2 separate regions of the Mus musculus genome follow, and region 1 is linked to region 2. A link is a contact called in public HiChIP or PLAC-seq data. All regions are on one chromosome and are shown on one strand. The core of a region is the stretch at or near the end of the contact, and the rest is flanking DNA. Distances in the headings are between cores, read along the strand shown.

The links. HiChIP or PLAC-seq counts read pairs in DNA pulled down with a chosen protein or histone mark.
Region 1: an H3K27ac HiChIP or PLAC-seq map of extraembryonic endoderm stem cells shows a contact between it and region 2. The contact joins two enhancer-like sites. A contact is called at or near these places in 2 of 15 datasets of contacts at CTCF or cohesin (the NIH/3T3 cell line and stem cell-derived epiblast-like cells), 3 of 484 Hi-C or Micro-C datasets (bone marrow-derived macrophages, cumulus cells and nephron progenitors) and 3 of 115 datasets of contacts at active chromatin or transcription factors (embryonic basal ganglia, extraembryonic endoderm stem cells and trophoblast stem cells).

Annotation. Positions count from the first base shown.
Region 1 is chr4:63,110,955-63,115,459 of GRCm38.p6, reverse strand. Zfp618 (zinc finger protein 618) reads right to left here. Exons shown (of 15, transcript NM_028327.1): 11 at 20-259. Among named protein-coding and RNA genes, the nearest start is that of Ambp, 41 kb to the left of the region's middle. Within about 2 kb of position 3,254, at least 6 of the 459 cell types and tissues checked have an H3K27ac peak or open chromatin away from gene starts, as enhancers often do. A contact at or near this core is called in extraembryonic endoderm stem cells, where this site is marked.
Region 2 is chr4:62,846,895-62,851,832 of GRCm38.p6, reverse strand. No RefSeq gene overlaps it. Among named protein-coding and RNA genes, the nearest start is that of Gm24117, 37 kb to the right of the region's middle. Within about 2 kb of position 3,127, at least 6 of the 459 cell types and tissues checked have an H3K27ac peak or open chromatin away from gene starts, as enhancers often do. A contact at or near this core is called in extraembryonic endoderm stem cells, where this site is marked.

The sequences.
Region 1 (4,505 bases), core at 2,005-4,504, 260 kb before region 2:
TGAGAAAGGCCGTCAGTACCTGCTGCTGCCTTGCTGGCCGGAGATCCCGAGTTTGGAGCTCGGAACGTCTGAGTTTGGGTGGCTGGAGGCGTGCGGTGTAAGAGGCTGGTGCATCGGACCACGGAGGCTGGAGCTTTTTTCCCCGACTGGTTCGACTGGGTCTTCGCTGCCACGAAGCGTGGAGATGGGGTGACCTCTGGATGGGAACACTCAGAACCCGTGTCTGGATCTTCCGGTGGCTCCCACCCGGGGGCGGTACCTGAGAGGGTCATGCTCTCAGTCCTTGAGGGCCCTTGGAGCCTGCCGACGAGGTGGCTTCTCAGCCACGGGTCCCTGAAGGCCCACTCTGATGCCTCTCTGCCCAACTTGCCTTCCTTGTATAGAAAGCAAGGGCTCAAGCGCCCATGAGGAGCCCGAGAACCTTTGAAAGTCGGGAATCTTCCCTAGTTTTCCTTTTACCTTCTCAGGAAGCCTGACCTCTGGATCGTGCTCAGGGCTTCCTGTTTGCCCCCCATCATCTCTGTGCAGTCTCTGCGGGTCTGTGTCTTTAGCCTTGGGGAATCTGGATTAGTCACCCCAGCCCCGAGAACATTTTCTAGCATATCTGCTTCTCAGCCCTTTTCCTTCAAAGGGAATCTGGCTCGGAAGTGATGGTGAGCAGAAGGTTCTTTGGGGCTGGATAGTGGAGCAGAGAAGGGAGAGGGGAGAGGGAAGGGAGAGAGGCTCTACAGAACCCTATGGGCAGGGGCTGGGAACTGCTCTCTTTAGGAGACTCTGCCTTTGTCACAGAGGTGTGCCTGTTCCCTGTAAGGTTTGAAAAGCCTTCCTTACTCATATCCTCTAGGGAGCTAGGTCCTGAGAATGGTGGTCTTGGGTGGGCAGAGTGCCTTGAGCCTGGGCCTAAACTGACTCACTCAGAAGAGAAGCAAACAAGACCTGCTTCATGAAACCATGGAAGGTCTACAGTTATGTCTCCCCATGGAAAGAACAGAACCAGGCAGAGAGGGGGATCCCAGAAACCCCAGGAGTGAGCACCATCCTGAGAGCCCCACCTGTGCACAGGGCCTGGGTCACTGCTCTGAGCCAATCTGGCTTTCTGGCTCCATGAGGCAGGTCATTGTTACAATTCTGCTCTCAGAGATGCTTGTCTTTATAAGGCCAGCTGTGCCACAGGGAGGGGAGTCACTCAGTCACAGCTCTAGCGTGACCCAGCATGGCTGAGGAGATGCCCAGGGCCTCGCTGTGAGGGAAGCTGAGGGAGCTCCCTGCTGGCTAGGGATACCTTGTATGCTTTCCCTTTCTTTCTGACTTGAGTCAAACAGGAAGGGTGGCTTATCTGATGGCTTCTCCCAACACATTCAACACTGATGCTGTCCTGGAACACCTCTGACTGTTGACTGTCTCCCGGTGGGAGGAACAGTTTAGGGTTAGAGGCTCACTCTCAGGCCTGTACTGAGGCTGGAGAGGCCAGCCCATCGTGGAAGCCTAGCTCCAGGGCTGCTGGCCTCAACAGTCCTGGACTCCGAACTCTACAGGGCCCAGAGTTTCCCCTGTCTAGCCCCACTGATGAGACAGGATGGCCCTCTCTGAGTGGGTAGCCTCACAGTGAATCGGTGAGACATCTAGAAAGCCCAGAGACATCCCCTTAAAGTAACTGCTCCACACAAGGAAATCGCTACTGATGTTCCTGCTTAGAGACAGGAAAACGAAGGCCCAGGAGCTCTAACGCAGTCCTTAAGGACATCCAGGAAAAAGGTGCCAGATGACATGGGATCTCAGGCAGCCAGAAGCTCAAGGAGACCTAGGAATATCCTAGATCCCCTCTGAGAATCATGAGACACCATGGATCCACACATACAGAGCCCTGAGAACAAGGACAGAGGCCATGAGCAGCAGTCTGGCCAGCGGCTTTCCTCAGAGATCCATTTCTGTGGCTGCAGAACCATGTCTGGGGATAGTTTCACATTTGATGTCTGCTGGCATTCCTTAGAACAGAGACCTCAGGGCACCTGTGAGACACCCGATCCAGTAAACCGAGGCAATCATCTGTTTCTAGCTGCCCTGCCTGGGCCTTCTCACCTCACCAGACTCAGCTCAGGCCCCTCACTCTCTCAACTCCTCTAACACCGGTTCTCCTTAGAGCTCAAGGCCTTCTCCCAGGCTGTTTCCTTTGATCGAGTAACTGTTAGGCCTACATGCTACACTTCCTCAGGAAGCCCTCCTTGAAAGTGCCTTTCTTGATCATCTGTCCACATCATGACCTCTTCCTTTACAGGAACTGACTGCCATCAATGACGAGTGCTGTGACCATGGATGACCCTGCTCTCTATAGGCCCAAGTGTTCCAGTTCATCCCCCTATCTTCACGCATTGAGTGTAGGAGCTCATTACCTGAGAGAATCACAGGGAGTGATGGAGACGACTCATGCCATCCATGAGCGGATGTACTGAAGAGTCAGAACTGGGAGACGTGGAATACCGAGGTAGAGTACAGAGTTAGGAAGCTCAACAAGAGGCTGTAACGGGGCCACCAGGCTCTCCTTCTCCTCCCATTGCCCCAAAGGACAAAGCAGATGGGGTCATAGAGGTCTGGTCACTACTTCAGGATCACTTAGTGGATTAACGGTGAGCATGGATGGGTCCCAGCAGGTTCCCAACTGACATTACCTACCAGTCTGCTCCAGATGTTGACCTCATATGAGCACCATCAGGCTGGAGCTGATACCTGGACTTGCACTAGAAATGAGCATCTCTCAAAGATTGGCTACATCCCATTGAAAGAAATACCCGTGAGATTTTTATTCATAACATGCCTAAACAATGGCAGGGTGCAAAGTCTCTCCTATAGGAAGTTGAAAATTAACACAGGTAGAAAAAAATACAGATAAAAATTAAGAGAGTGGAGAGGCATGGGTTGTCTCTATACTCTACAGAGCAGAGGTGAAGTCAGGAATCCTGCGCACTAAAGGCAGAAGGTAGGAACGGGTGAAACGTCATGGCCTGGAAAGAAGACTTCTGGCCATGATGGAGTGGCTGGGACAGGACTGGGGTTCCTGATGAAGCTAAGACAATTAAATCAAAGCTTACAGCCCTCATCAATTGGTGATGTGATCCACAGAGCAGACCTGGGGCGTCTCAGCTCATTCCCCAAACTCTATTAGAGATAATCAGCTCACAGGACAGAGTAGGGCCCAGTGGGCACACCCTCTCACTGAACCTAAACCGAAAGGACAGTGATCCAGGGCAGGATTTGTGATGAGGCTGGACAGGGCAGGACAGAATGACAAAGAAGAGATAACTGAGCCAAGAAGGAATTCCAGAAATGTGCACTGAGGCTTCCTTAACGGCTCTAGCTGAAATGTAAATAATTTGTGTAAAGCGAATCTCTACAGAGAAAACATGTGTGTGTGTGTGTGTGTGTGTGTGTGTGTGCGTGTGTGTGTGTGTGTGTGTGCACGCGCGCGCATGTGTGTGCACTCAGAGGTTTCAAAGAAGTTGCACAAGATTAGGAGAACTTTCTGGTCTCACCTGCTAGAAAGGAGAAGGCCTGCTGTCTTAAGCAGAAGGGCTCTGCCTTGGAAGAGCTACTGTAACCCTGGAATACGAATGACTCCTGACTTGTTCTGACCCTTTCTCAAAGCAAGACTATGAAGTATCAAGTTGCTCTGTAAGAAAATCTGCCAGAAAGAAGGTGACACTTTTCAGAGAAAGAAAACACAACCCAGTTAAGCCCACAACACACCATCTACAATGTGCAGCATAAAACAATTGCTTTTGAGGAGAACCAGGAAAATGTAGTTCAAAATCAGAAGGAAGACCAATCAGGAGAAACAGAAATAAGAATGATGATAAAATTATGAGTGATAAACCTTAAAGCAGCTATTAAACATACCCAGTACTCAAAGGTTTAAAGAAGACTATGAATGTAGCAGAGCACAAAGGGAGCTATTAAGAAGGAATTTGCAGAGATTAGATGCTGTAGAAGGAAAGATTAATGAATCTGAAAGCAGGGCAAACTGAATCACAGAGGAACAATACGGATGAAATAGTAAACCCAGGCTGGACTGACTGTAAGCACTTCCAGGCATCTAATAAACGTGCAATTAAAGTCTCGGGAGAGGAGAAAGAAATTAGAGAAGAAAAATATAAATCTCTTGGCCAAAGCTGATGAATCTCAACAAAAATCAGGTTGGTAAGAACTAGTATTACTGGCTAGTACTTAAAAGGCTTCAGAGGTCTAGACAGAGGACTCAGTGGTTATGACCTAAATTCATGATAGACTATAATACCTGGACGATGTATACTATAAACCACAAAGTAAAAAAGAGCTAATAGAAGAATATTAACAAAATAAATTGAAAATACTTTATTAGTACAGCAGTAGACAAGAAAACAAGAGTGAAAATTAGCAATATGAATGGAAAAATACGTAGTATCAAGTGAAATCCAACCATGCCTATAAGCTATATTAAATGTAAATGTATTAAAGTGTTCAATTAAAAGGAA
Region 2 (4,938 bases), core at 1,878-4,377:
GACGGCTGTGCTGAGTCTGGTCCACAGATGTTCTGTTTGGCTCAGCCAATGTTTTCAAAGAATTGAGCCAACGTTTAATAATTGGGACATTTTAAATTTTAAAAATGCCGATTTCTGGCTTGTCTTGAAAAAAAATCAGGAAGACTGACAGGCCCAGATCTGCACTGTCCCATGGCAACAATAAACTAAACTAAACCTTCAGATGGGGTATGCACGCCCTGATGTACCTCAGACCCCACCCTCCCTATTGTCTCAAGAGCCTGAGGCAAATACAATCACCATTCTCTTCTATGCTGGCAGGGTTGTGCTCCTGTAGTGGTGAAAACTGAGTTTAGGATCGTGCAAGTTTCCTTACCATTGACACACTTCTGTCCTGGACCCCTCCGGGCGTCTTGTGTTATGAGTGTAATTGGGCTGAGTTATTACTTATATTAGAGCATCCTTTCCTAATGACTGCCAGCCACATCCCAGGTGCACACATAGTGTTGATGCTGTTGATGCAGGCATATTGTTGTGGCTGCTGAGGGGGGCTCACACAGGGTTGGAGAGAAAGGACTGAGGTATTATGAGGTGACTGAGCCCTGGTCTGGAAAACAGAATGACCAGGCCACTCTCCATATACATGTGAGCGATTTCTCCATCCCTGTGGGCTTCAGTTCCCATCGCTAAACTCAAGAATTTAGTTTAGTGTGGACTACATGACCTGCAGGCTGTTACCCAGTCCTCATGCTCCGTCTCTCTTTGCCTTTGTCTTTGCCTCTCTCTTTTTTCTCTCTCTCTATATATATACATACACATATTTTTTAAAATTATTTTTAGCTAGGTATATGTGCACATAAGTGCAAATGTACAAGAAGGCTAAAGGCATTCAGTCCCCCGGAGCTGCAGTTACAGACAGTTATGAGCTGCCTGACATGGGTGTTTGGAACCAAATTCCGGTTCTCTGGAAGAGCAGCATATGTTCTTAAGCACTAAGCCATTTTGAATCCAGCCCCACTTTGTTTCTGCAAGCCATCTCTCTGAGACACTCACAGCCAAGTCCGAGCCATGTGTCTGCTGGAAAGGCAAGGAAGTCCTGCCCAACCCATTGGGTGGTGACAGCGACTAGAGGCTTGTAGTCACAGAGGAACTTCTGCTACCAACAGCCACAGTAGCAGGAGCCAACAACAGCTGTGGGTCTCCTCACGGGCTTTCCTGTGTCCTGTTGGAGTTCTCTGGGAAAACTTCCGAAGCTGGTGGCTTCCAGTGACCAGAACTTTCTCAGACTGAGAAAAAGTAATGAGGTAATGGATGGCCTGGCTGTCTGGAGACCTGAGGTCTGCTTCCACATGACCTCATGCCCCATCGAAGCTCCAGTGCCTATGTGACTCGTCTGTTGTGAACATTACTTCCTCCCCAGACTTGCTTTGCTGTGTGGAGAAAGAAGAGATGGCTGGATTCAGACATGCTGGGGATGGAGACCTCACAGAGTTCAGCACAGAGTGAGGAGGTGGGCAAGAGGGCCCTGCTAAATGTTGCTGGAGAGATGGCAGCCAGGTCTGGTTCCTGACATTGCTCTTGGGTTAGGTGGAAGCCCCACCCCGTGGTTGCACTGTCATCTCTGAAGCCTGGGGAATATGTGCAGATAGGAGCAGTTGCATGGCAGACAGTATTGCAGGTATGAGCTAAAGTACAACCCAAACTAAGAAGTTGTCCACTGTAACGATGCATGGTTTAAAAGCAGAAACATTTTCTGTCTGGAGTTGGAAAACTGCAGGGAAGAGGTGAGAGACACCAGAAGCATACAGCAGGCTGACAATAGCTGGAAGATCCACCCAGAGTGCAGCACAATGCATGGCATGCAGCCTCAGGGAATGAGAGCCAGTGAGAAAACGGGGCCTCAACCTTATGTCCATGAGTAGTTTGATCTGTCTGGTGACCTGAACAGGTTTAGGAGCAGAGTCGTCCTTGGCACCTCCAGGTACGGCCCAGGGAGCTCACATCACAGAAAACATGAACAGGTATCCAGTTAATTAGTGCTGCACCTACAGACCTTCGAGACAGCCACCAGCGTGTGGCAGAGTGTTACAGCCACACAGAAAACAACTCAAGACTTCTTGCCATGGTTTAGAGCTAACTGAAGATTGTGGGGTTAGACACCCTGGAGGGATCTATGTTGTATGTCCAGAAAGACAATCGTGGGCACAGTTTAATGGAGGGTGTCATTTCAGAATCAGATTTGGAGATGGAAGACTCCCTCTAGGTAGATGGAGATGACTTTTCAGATGGTCCACGAGGCTACATCCTGCTGCCAAGAACATTTGAGGTTTAAAATGAGCCTGATAAGCAGAGAGGACTCCTGCTGAGGTAAAAACAGCTTTAGCATTCCAGAAGTGTCCCAGGGTTCATGAGCCCTCTAGAGAATCAATATCTCTCTTCAATAGAAATGACAAATGATCATCATGCTAACTCTCATTCTCTCCCTGCATTTTTCTTCACATCTGAAAGCCTACAAAATTCAAATTGGTAATGTAAATGGCCAGAGAAAGAGATGTTTACAGGATGAAATTCTTCTTCCCTGCCAGCTGTTTGATCACCCTACACGGTCTCCGGGTACACAATGACCCTATGCCATTCACACTTCTAGTGGCTATTTGGTAGCCTTTATGTCCCCAAACCTAGGCTGTGAAGGTTGCTAAGGGCACTGTAAGTCACTTCTGCATTGTGGGGACCACAGTTCAATGAAAGAGTCTTTTATTTTGTCTTATGGTCAAATCAAAGTCGGCTGGCTCCATGCACATAGAGTATTATAATGGCAGATTATGTGTGGGCCCCAGTGAGGTAGACCAGGAGGAAGCATTCATTCAGGTGGCATAATTCCCTCCCCTCACTCCATTTCATCTTGTCCTGCAGCCCACGGGAAGAGACCACTTGCTATCAGGATGGGTCTTTCCCCTCTGTTAATTCTTCCTGGAAACCCCTTCCCAGACATACCCAGAGGCCTGCCTCACTGTCTTCTAGTCAGTTCAACATCCAGTCAAATTGATAATAAAGATTAACCATCTCGGAGAACAATGCATATTGGACTTCTCTGTTGACTCAGCGAAGAATGACATCTTTGGCTTGCCCCTTGCATGCCTTCTACTCAGTGTGGAGATGGGGTGTGGGGGGGGAGATAAGAACACTTTGAAAGCATCTGTTAGTTAGTTGGTGGTAGTGCTGTGTCCCTAAATCCCAGGATTTGGAGGCAATCTCTGAGTTTCAGGCCATCCTGGTCTACAGGAGTTCTAGAACAGCCAGGGCTACACAGGGAAACCCTGTCTTGAAAAAACAAAAACAAAAAAGGAAAGAAAAAGAAAAAAAGAAGAGAGAGAGAGAGGAAGTAGGAGGAGGAAGAAGAGGAAGAAGAGGAGGAGAGGAGGAGGGGGAGGAGGAGGAAGAAGAAGAAAAGAGGAAAACCTTCATGAAGCTGGGTGTTTTCCTTGGTTCCCATCTGAATCTTGTCACGACCAGCAAGTGCTGCCTAATCATAATTAAATCAGACAGCATTACTGACATGTACCCTGTCTCTGAGAAGTCGAACATCCCTTAAGACTCTCCAGCCCTCTAGCAGGCCTTCCTGGGTCTCATGCCTTTGCTACAATCTGACCTGCTGGAGTCTTCTGAACTCCAGTCTTGGACATCTAGTCCTAACATAATACCTGCCTTTGGGCTCTGCAGCTTGCCTTCCAGAAATTGGGCTAAACATTCAAACACATGCATCTATGGGGCCATTTCTATTCAAACCACCACACTTGGAGTGACAGCCAGCTGTTTTCTTGATATTACCTCTGTCTCTTGATGTCACCCCCACAGGTCATGTACTTTTATAGAAGGCTTTTATTAAGTTTCAAACCCTGGGACAAATGGCTGAGGTGCCTGGTTAGCATATCAAAGCAGTCCTGGCTGCTAGGTTCTCCCAGCATCCCTCAGTTCCTACTTGTTACAGGTATGGGTGGCATGCCCTGCCTTCTACCCAGAATTCTCCAGCCTAGGGGCTGGCTGCTTTCCCCTAGAGGCTCTTCCACACATAATCCAGCCATTTTTGTTACCCTCACCCAGTGTGCAGGTATATGTGGGGTGAGTGCCATTTTTTTCTTACCTTTTCCCCTCATGGCTGCTGTGCCTGGTTTCCTTTTCTCTGCCCCACTCCCCACCTTCCCACATGGCCCAGCTCAGCCTGCTGTGTTTACTCTGGACTCTCCCAGACATCTCTGCCTCTGGCTATGCATTCCTTTTATGTACAATGAACTTTCTCCACCATACTTAGGAGAAAGCATGTCCTTCCTTTTCCTTTATTTTTTCATTCAGGTCTGACTTGTGGTTTCCACTACACTGTAACCTCACTCAGAACTTCCCCTTGACCCCGATGCCTCAGGTTATCTGAGGTCATCCGAGTCATCTGACCTGGCCAACATGGGATTCTTGTTCTGACGCCATGCAGAGTGTTCTCTGACTTCCTTGAAGATTTTTATTTTCCATTTTCATGTGTGAGCGTGTCTGCATATATGCATGTATGTGGATATATATGGTACAAGTGTGCATGTGTGTGAGTATTCGTAGACAGGGAGAGTGTCCTATGTGTGGGTCTATGTGGTGTGAGCTTGCAGTGTGCGGGTCTTTATAGTGTGAGTGTGTGAGTCTTTATGGTGTGAGTGTGCAGTGTGTGAGTCTTTATGGTGTGAGTGTGCAGTATGCGGGTCTATGTGGTATGAGTGTGCAGTGTGTGGGTGTATGTGGTATGAGCGTGCATGTGGAGCTCTGAGGTTGATGTTAGGAATCACCCTACTCACTGAGGTAAAGTCTCTTAAACCCAGGGCTCACCAGTGTGACTAGTCTCATTAATCTCATTGCTCTGGGACCCTCATCTCTGCCTCCTAAGGCTATAATTACTGCCAGGCCTATCCAGTATCTGCATGT